2 separate regions of the Mus musculus genome follow, and region 1 is linked to region 2. A link is a contact called in public HiChIP or PLAC-seq data. All regions are on one chromosome and are shown on one strand. Each heading gives the region's core, a stretch centred on a gene start, on an enhancer-like site or on the middle of the called end of the contact. The rest is flanking DNA. Distances are from core to core; before and after follow the strand shown.

Region 1 (2,756 bases), core at 63-2,562, 93 kb before region 2:
ACATTGAAGTGGGTCAAATGCTCCAATTGTAGGTAAATATTAACTATAATTAACAAAATAATTATCAAAGACAGAGGGAGGGAGGGACCTGGGTGAGATGGGGGGAGGGGAAAAGGGCAATTATCAGGTATAGGGGAGACAGGAGAGAAGTCCAAAAAAACCAGAAGAATGAATGAAAATATGGAGCCATGGAGGGTGGTTGCAGGAGAACCTATAGGAAGTCCTATAAACCTGGGATGTGAGAGGCTCACAGGAATTGATCCTACCTGACATGTCCAACAGTGGGGAGAAGATACCACTTCCATTAGTTATACAGGGCACCCACTGGAAGGATGGGGACAACAACTCACCTTCAACTTTTTTGATGCAGAATTGTTCCTATCTAAAAGAAATGTCGGGATACAAATGGAGCAGAGTTTGTAGTAAAGGCTATCCAGTGCCTTGCCCAACTTAGGATCCATCCCATAGGCAGGCATAAAATCCTGACACTATTATGAATGCCATGTTGTGCTTGCAGACTTGAGCCTAGCACTGCTGTCCTCTGAGAGGCTCTACTGGAAACTGACTGAAGCAGATACAGATAATTACAGCCAAATATTTGCCTGAGTTTGGGAACTCTGGAAGAGTTAAGGAAAGGAATGAAAGAAATGAAGGGAATGAAAATCCCATACATAGGAAGACTAACAGTGTCAACTAACATGGGCCCTGGGAACTTCCTAAGAGTAATCACAAACCAAAGATTATAGCAGAGGTGCTCTGATGCCCCAGGCACATATGTAGAAGAGTACTGCCTTGTCTAGTCTCAGTGTGAGAAGATGGGTCTTATCATGTAGAGACTTGATGCCACAGTGAAGGGGGTATTGGTGGCAATGTGGATCTCCTTCTCGGAGGTGAGGGGGAGGTAGGATGGGGTGAAGAACTCTGGAAAAGCAAACCAGGAGGGGACAACTTTGGAATGTAATTAAATAATATTAATTTTTAAAAAGGTTTTTCAACTTGAAAAAAATCACAGAATCCTATAAAGATGAAAATTACAGTTATTTTTGATTCAGAGAAAAATTACTTGGGATCACAAATACATAAAGTCAATAAATCAAAGAAAATTAATGAGTAGAATTTTAACATATAACAAAAATAAGTTAGCATTTTTAAGAGAAACTAAAGATCCTATAATAGGGGAAGTGAAAATATGCAAAAGATATTTCATGCATATTATGAAGAACGTATTCATGATCCAGCAGGGGACACTGTGTACTTCTCAGAAATTGGCAAGTTATGAAGTTGACTCCTGACTCACATGTAATATCCTGCATCAAGCTCAGTGGTCAGAATTAGAGAATACAAAACTGCAAGTGTTTCCTCAAAGTTGTGCAACCTCCCTGAGAGTAGGGTTGTCTCTTTGCCTGGAAAGATCTAATGTAGTAATAGTGGTGATAGTAAAATGCTAATGATATACCAAATCACCATGTGCCAAATAACCTAAGAACTCCCTAGTGCTGCAGCATCTGTGAGTCCTGGAAATCTCTGGAAACATTACAGCATGGGCTGGATGCTGATTGATTTTCCCAGATTTCCTCTATCTCGGTCAGGTTTTATGGCAAATAAAGATGCATGCCTTTGGAATGACCTGTTTCATTCTTTGACTCGTTCTTAACAGCTATTTCTCTTCAGAATCTCCTCCCCAAGCAAGAAATAAACATTTACTTGAAACTTGGAATGATCACTGTTCTTTGATAGTGTGATCCACTATCAGGTTCTGTAGCCATTGTATTGTTGACACTCCAGAGAAAAGAAGGTGAAGGGAACTACTTGTTTTCATTTGTGTTCTAGTTAAAGTAATACAAGGAAAGATTTTGTCAACTATTTTGGTAGAGGTTTTTAAAAGTACAGATTTCAAACATGTTAATTTTCCCTTAGATATGTTTGTTTGTAATACTAGAGTTAAAAGGTCTCAAGAAAGAATCATTATCAGTTATATTCTTTATACAACTAGATCAAAATGAAGTAACTACTCATTCTTAATTTGTTATTTTACAAGTCTTCATTTAATGGCAATGCAAATCCATTGTATAGTTTTAAAAGGCTATGAAATAATTTCTTCTTTGATATTAGGTAAGAAATTTCCCCCTAAATAAGATATGCTGAAATGATAAGTCTGAGTACCACAGGATATAATCTCTTTTATGAATTGTAAATACCACTAGAGTTTCCAGGAGTCAGATGAGGTTATGCTGAACCACTGAGTTCCCCATGCCTTTACTAGATGCCTATGAGAACACATGGATGTAACAATAGACTACCATGTGAAGAACAGTCTGGATACTGACTTTGAAACTGCTGACCAACGATCGCCTAAGATTGTCCACAAATAATTGAGTCACAGAAGAGAAGGAAAAGGTGCAGTGTGGCGCTTAATTCAGCATGTACATTTTGCAAATCTGTCCAGCAGAAATCATTGTGAGATAACACAGTTCACTCTTATTGACTCATACAGGTTTTTTTATTGCTTTATTATTTTTATGATGTTGCTGTGATCCCATGAAACAAACAAACCAAGTAATCATTTGTAAAGTATTTCTGAATTGTCACACATTTCTTTCATCTTGACACAATATCTTATCCCCAAGGACATTGAGACATTAAGTCATATTTCTAGTTTTAGGATTGCAATGAATCTCTAAACTTAAACAATTTCTGGTCTTAAATCAAAATTAAAGTATATTTCTCCTCTTCCAGTCTTTTAATACTGTAAGAAA
Region 2 (3,055 bases), core at 108-2,607:
TGGCAGCTTTTCTCAAAAAGAGAATAATGATTATTAAATCACCCCATGCTTTTGTTTTATAATTATAAAACATGTTCTTTGAAAAACTAGAAAACATGTAGAAACAAATTTCTGGGCTGGAGAGATGGCTCAGTAGATAAGAGGATGGGCTGCTCTCTCAGGAGACTTGGATTCAATTCACACTATCCACGTAATAAGTCACAAATATAGCTCCAGTTCAGGTGATCCAATGCCTTCTTCTGGACTCTTTGGGCAACACACATGCATATGATAGAGACATACTTGTTAACAAAACATCCATATACATAAAATTCATTTTTTTAATAAAAAAAATCTGGTTTTTCCTATAAAGCACCCTGAAAGTGTGTTGGTGTGGCTCTTTCTAGATTATTCTCTGTAAGAAATAATGTCATTAAATAAAGATGAGACATTATCCTTTTCATGTGCCCATGGGACCCTCTTCACTGCTGTAGACATTCATCTAGTCCCTTCTCCAAGGCAACTTAGCCCCTGTGAAAGTGTATATAATTTTCTTGTTAAAAGTGTACCCTAAGGGGCCAGTGAGATGGCTCAGCAGAGTAAACATTCCTTTTAATCCACTTTCTGAGACTCAATGATGAAATAAACTCTAACAAGTTGGTCTTTGGCCCCCACATGATTACTGTGACATACAAGTGGCCCCTACCATTTTTCACAAACACACACACACACCAAAAAAAAATAACAAAACATGATTACTGTGACAAACAAGTGGCCCCCAATTTTTTTCACACACACCAAAGAAAATAATAAAACTCTAGCTTTGAGTCTCCATGTCACTTAGGCCACGTGATATCTCTGTGATGAAGTCATGAAAGCAGAATATCTGGGTTATGAGGAGGAAGTCCCAATCTGTGGGCACAGGAGACAAAGTTATGAAGGACTGAAATCGTGTGTCATTTTCACAGAATTTCAAGAAACAGGGATTTTTTTTGTGCTTGTTCACTCAGTTATCCATTTATTTCCAAGTTAGGAAATTGAGACAGAACTCAATAGTTCTGATCCAGTCAACTCCTCTCTGGTACCCTACTAACATGCAAAGTGAAAAGTGGTTGGTCCTAAAACTTCATTTGCCCTAGACTTCCAGGATTTTAATATTAAAGGCTGAGCTTGGAATGTGAGGACATAGGCAGGTGGATGGCAGCATCAGGCCTTAGGACTATTGCTTGGATTTTGAAGGGATGTAATGTTGACTTGATAGTCCTACCTATGAGAGACACATTCAACTACAATCAAAATGGCCTTTTCCTTCTCAAGGCCCACATCTGGTTCTGTTTGTCATGCTTTGCTTACCATCAGCTTGGTTTCACTTCTGTTTATTTCTCTCTTTTTGTGACCTTGAGTTTTTGTTTAAGTCAACACAGAACTAACTTTAGCTTGGGGATTTCCAAAGTGGCCAACAGAAATCAGGTTGAGCAAACCTGGAAAAAGCAAATAGGTCCACCCCTACACACACACACACACACACACACACACACACACACACACACACACCTTGTCCTATCTCTCATTTTGTCCTCTACATTTGAGGCATTTCTGTCTTACCAGGCCTGAATCCGACATCCACAATGCACCCTACCCTAGAACAATTCTATGATTTCCAAGATATATGAGATCTGGGGATTTACTGATATCCTCATTGGGAAAACTTGAAGGTGATCCTCAAAGAAGGAATGTTAATACTTGAAGATCATTTAAAAAAGTTAGAGAACAGGTCTAGTCAGGGTCCTAAGTGATGATAGTAGTGACTAGGGTTAGTAAGAGGACCCATATATCAAAAACAATGTAGGTAACATCTCTTTCAACCTCCAAATCCATCCTCTGGGACTTATTCTTAATGAAAACATTGTACAAAAAGGCAACAGATTTACCAAGGAAAGTGAGTAGCTTAGTTGGGGTCAAGAGCTGATGAACTTTGGAGCAGTATATATTACTGGATGTCCACCAACATTTTCTACAGAAATAACAGTCCTCTGGACTATCCTGAACTCTCTGCAGCTGACCTTCCACACATTTAACAATTTATTTGTTTACCACAAGCCATACTACCTGTAGCTTAGACCCTATCAACATCTGATCTTGTAACTATTTAATTTCTACACCCTTGAAATGAGGTAAAGCTCTTCATGGTATTTTCATGGTAGATGGAAATAACTTCCATGCAAGTATGTCCATTGTCCAGAAGAGGGTAACACTCTACACTAAACACCTTGTGTGACCACAGGCATATATCTTATGTTCCTGGATGTTTGCCTGACTCATCAGATATAAGGGCCTGGTTTAGAAGTCAAAATACTTGGGAGTTAATTTTGTCTTACTTTTGGGGATTTTGCTGCAATGGGATGATGGTCCTGATGTTGGCCTTAGAAAATTTCTAAGTGTCCATTTTGGTCATTAGTGACCCTGTGATTTTACACACTAAAAAGACAAAAAAAGATGCTAGTGGCATCTCGTTTCATGCTGGGGCTTTTCAAATTTGTAAATCTGGCCAGAAATAGTCTTTTGTACTTGTTCATCTGGCCTTGAGCCCCCTGAGCCCTGCTATCAGCAGCCTTCTGGGTTGTGTGCTTTGTGACCCATCAGTTCTTGCCCTGGGCTAAAAATCACATACAAGAACTAAAACTGTTTTTTCCCCTTTTTAGTTTAAGTTCTATCAGCATCCAAGTCTCCTATACCAAATACTGCCTTGTGTCTACCCAAAATCATATTCTTCTCATTCCCTCAGGGTAAAAACCAGATAGTACCTCTTTTTACTCTCCTGTTCCATATATTGGTCTCGAGCACCCACTCATAGGGCATAGATCACAGCCTAAGCAGAGAATAAGATTGCATCCCTGGTAGCACGAGAGACAAGAATCCAGGGGATGGAGGTAGAGAAGCCAGGGTGCTTAAGTGGTGCTGAATGCACTATCTATGGCTAAACAGAGGATTCACATAGTAGCTATACCTTAATTCCTTTGGTCATGACCACTGGATCCAGCATGCCCTGATTCTCTTCACTTTTTGATTTTTAAGA

What was found. HiChIP or PLAC-seq counts read pairs in DNA pulled down with a chosen protein or histone mark.
Region 1: a contact with region 2 is called in an H3K27ac HiChIP or PLAC-seq map of large pre-B cells, with 4 times the contacts expected there. The contact joins two enhancer-like sites. A contact is called at or near these places in 2 of 15 datasets of contacts at CTCF or cohesin (large pre-B cells and pro-B cells), 4 of 484 Hi-C or Micro-C datasets (CD4 T cells, the CH12 cell line, myeloid progenitors and 1 more) and 3 of 115 datasets of contacts at active chromatin or transcription factors (bone marrow-derived dendritic cells, large pre-B cells and stem cell-derived neural progenitor cells).

The regions. Positions count from the first base shown.
Region 1 is chr16:19,244,562-19,247,317 of GRCm38.p6, reverse strand. It overlaps Gm35545 (a long non-coding RNA gene), which reads right to left. Exons shown (of 6, transcript XR_875946.3): 6 at 2,140-2,756. It also overlaps Igl. Among named protein-coding and RNA genes, the nearest start is that of Gm35545, 27 kb to the right of the region's middle. Within about 2 kb of position 1,312, at least 10 of the 459 cell types and tissues checked have an H3K27ac peak or open chromatin away from gene starts, as enhancers often do.
Region 2 is chr16:19,151,048-19,154,102 of GRCm38.p6, reverse strand. It overlaps Igl. Among named protein-coding and RNA genes, the nearest start is that of Gm35545, 66 kb to the left of the region's middle. Within about 2 kb of position 1,357, at least 25 of the 459 cell types and tissues checked have an H3K27ac peak or open chromatin away from gene starts, as enhancers often do.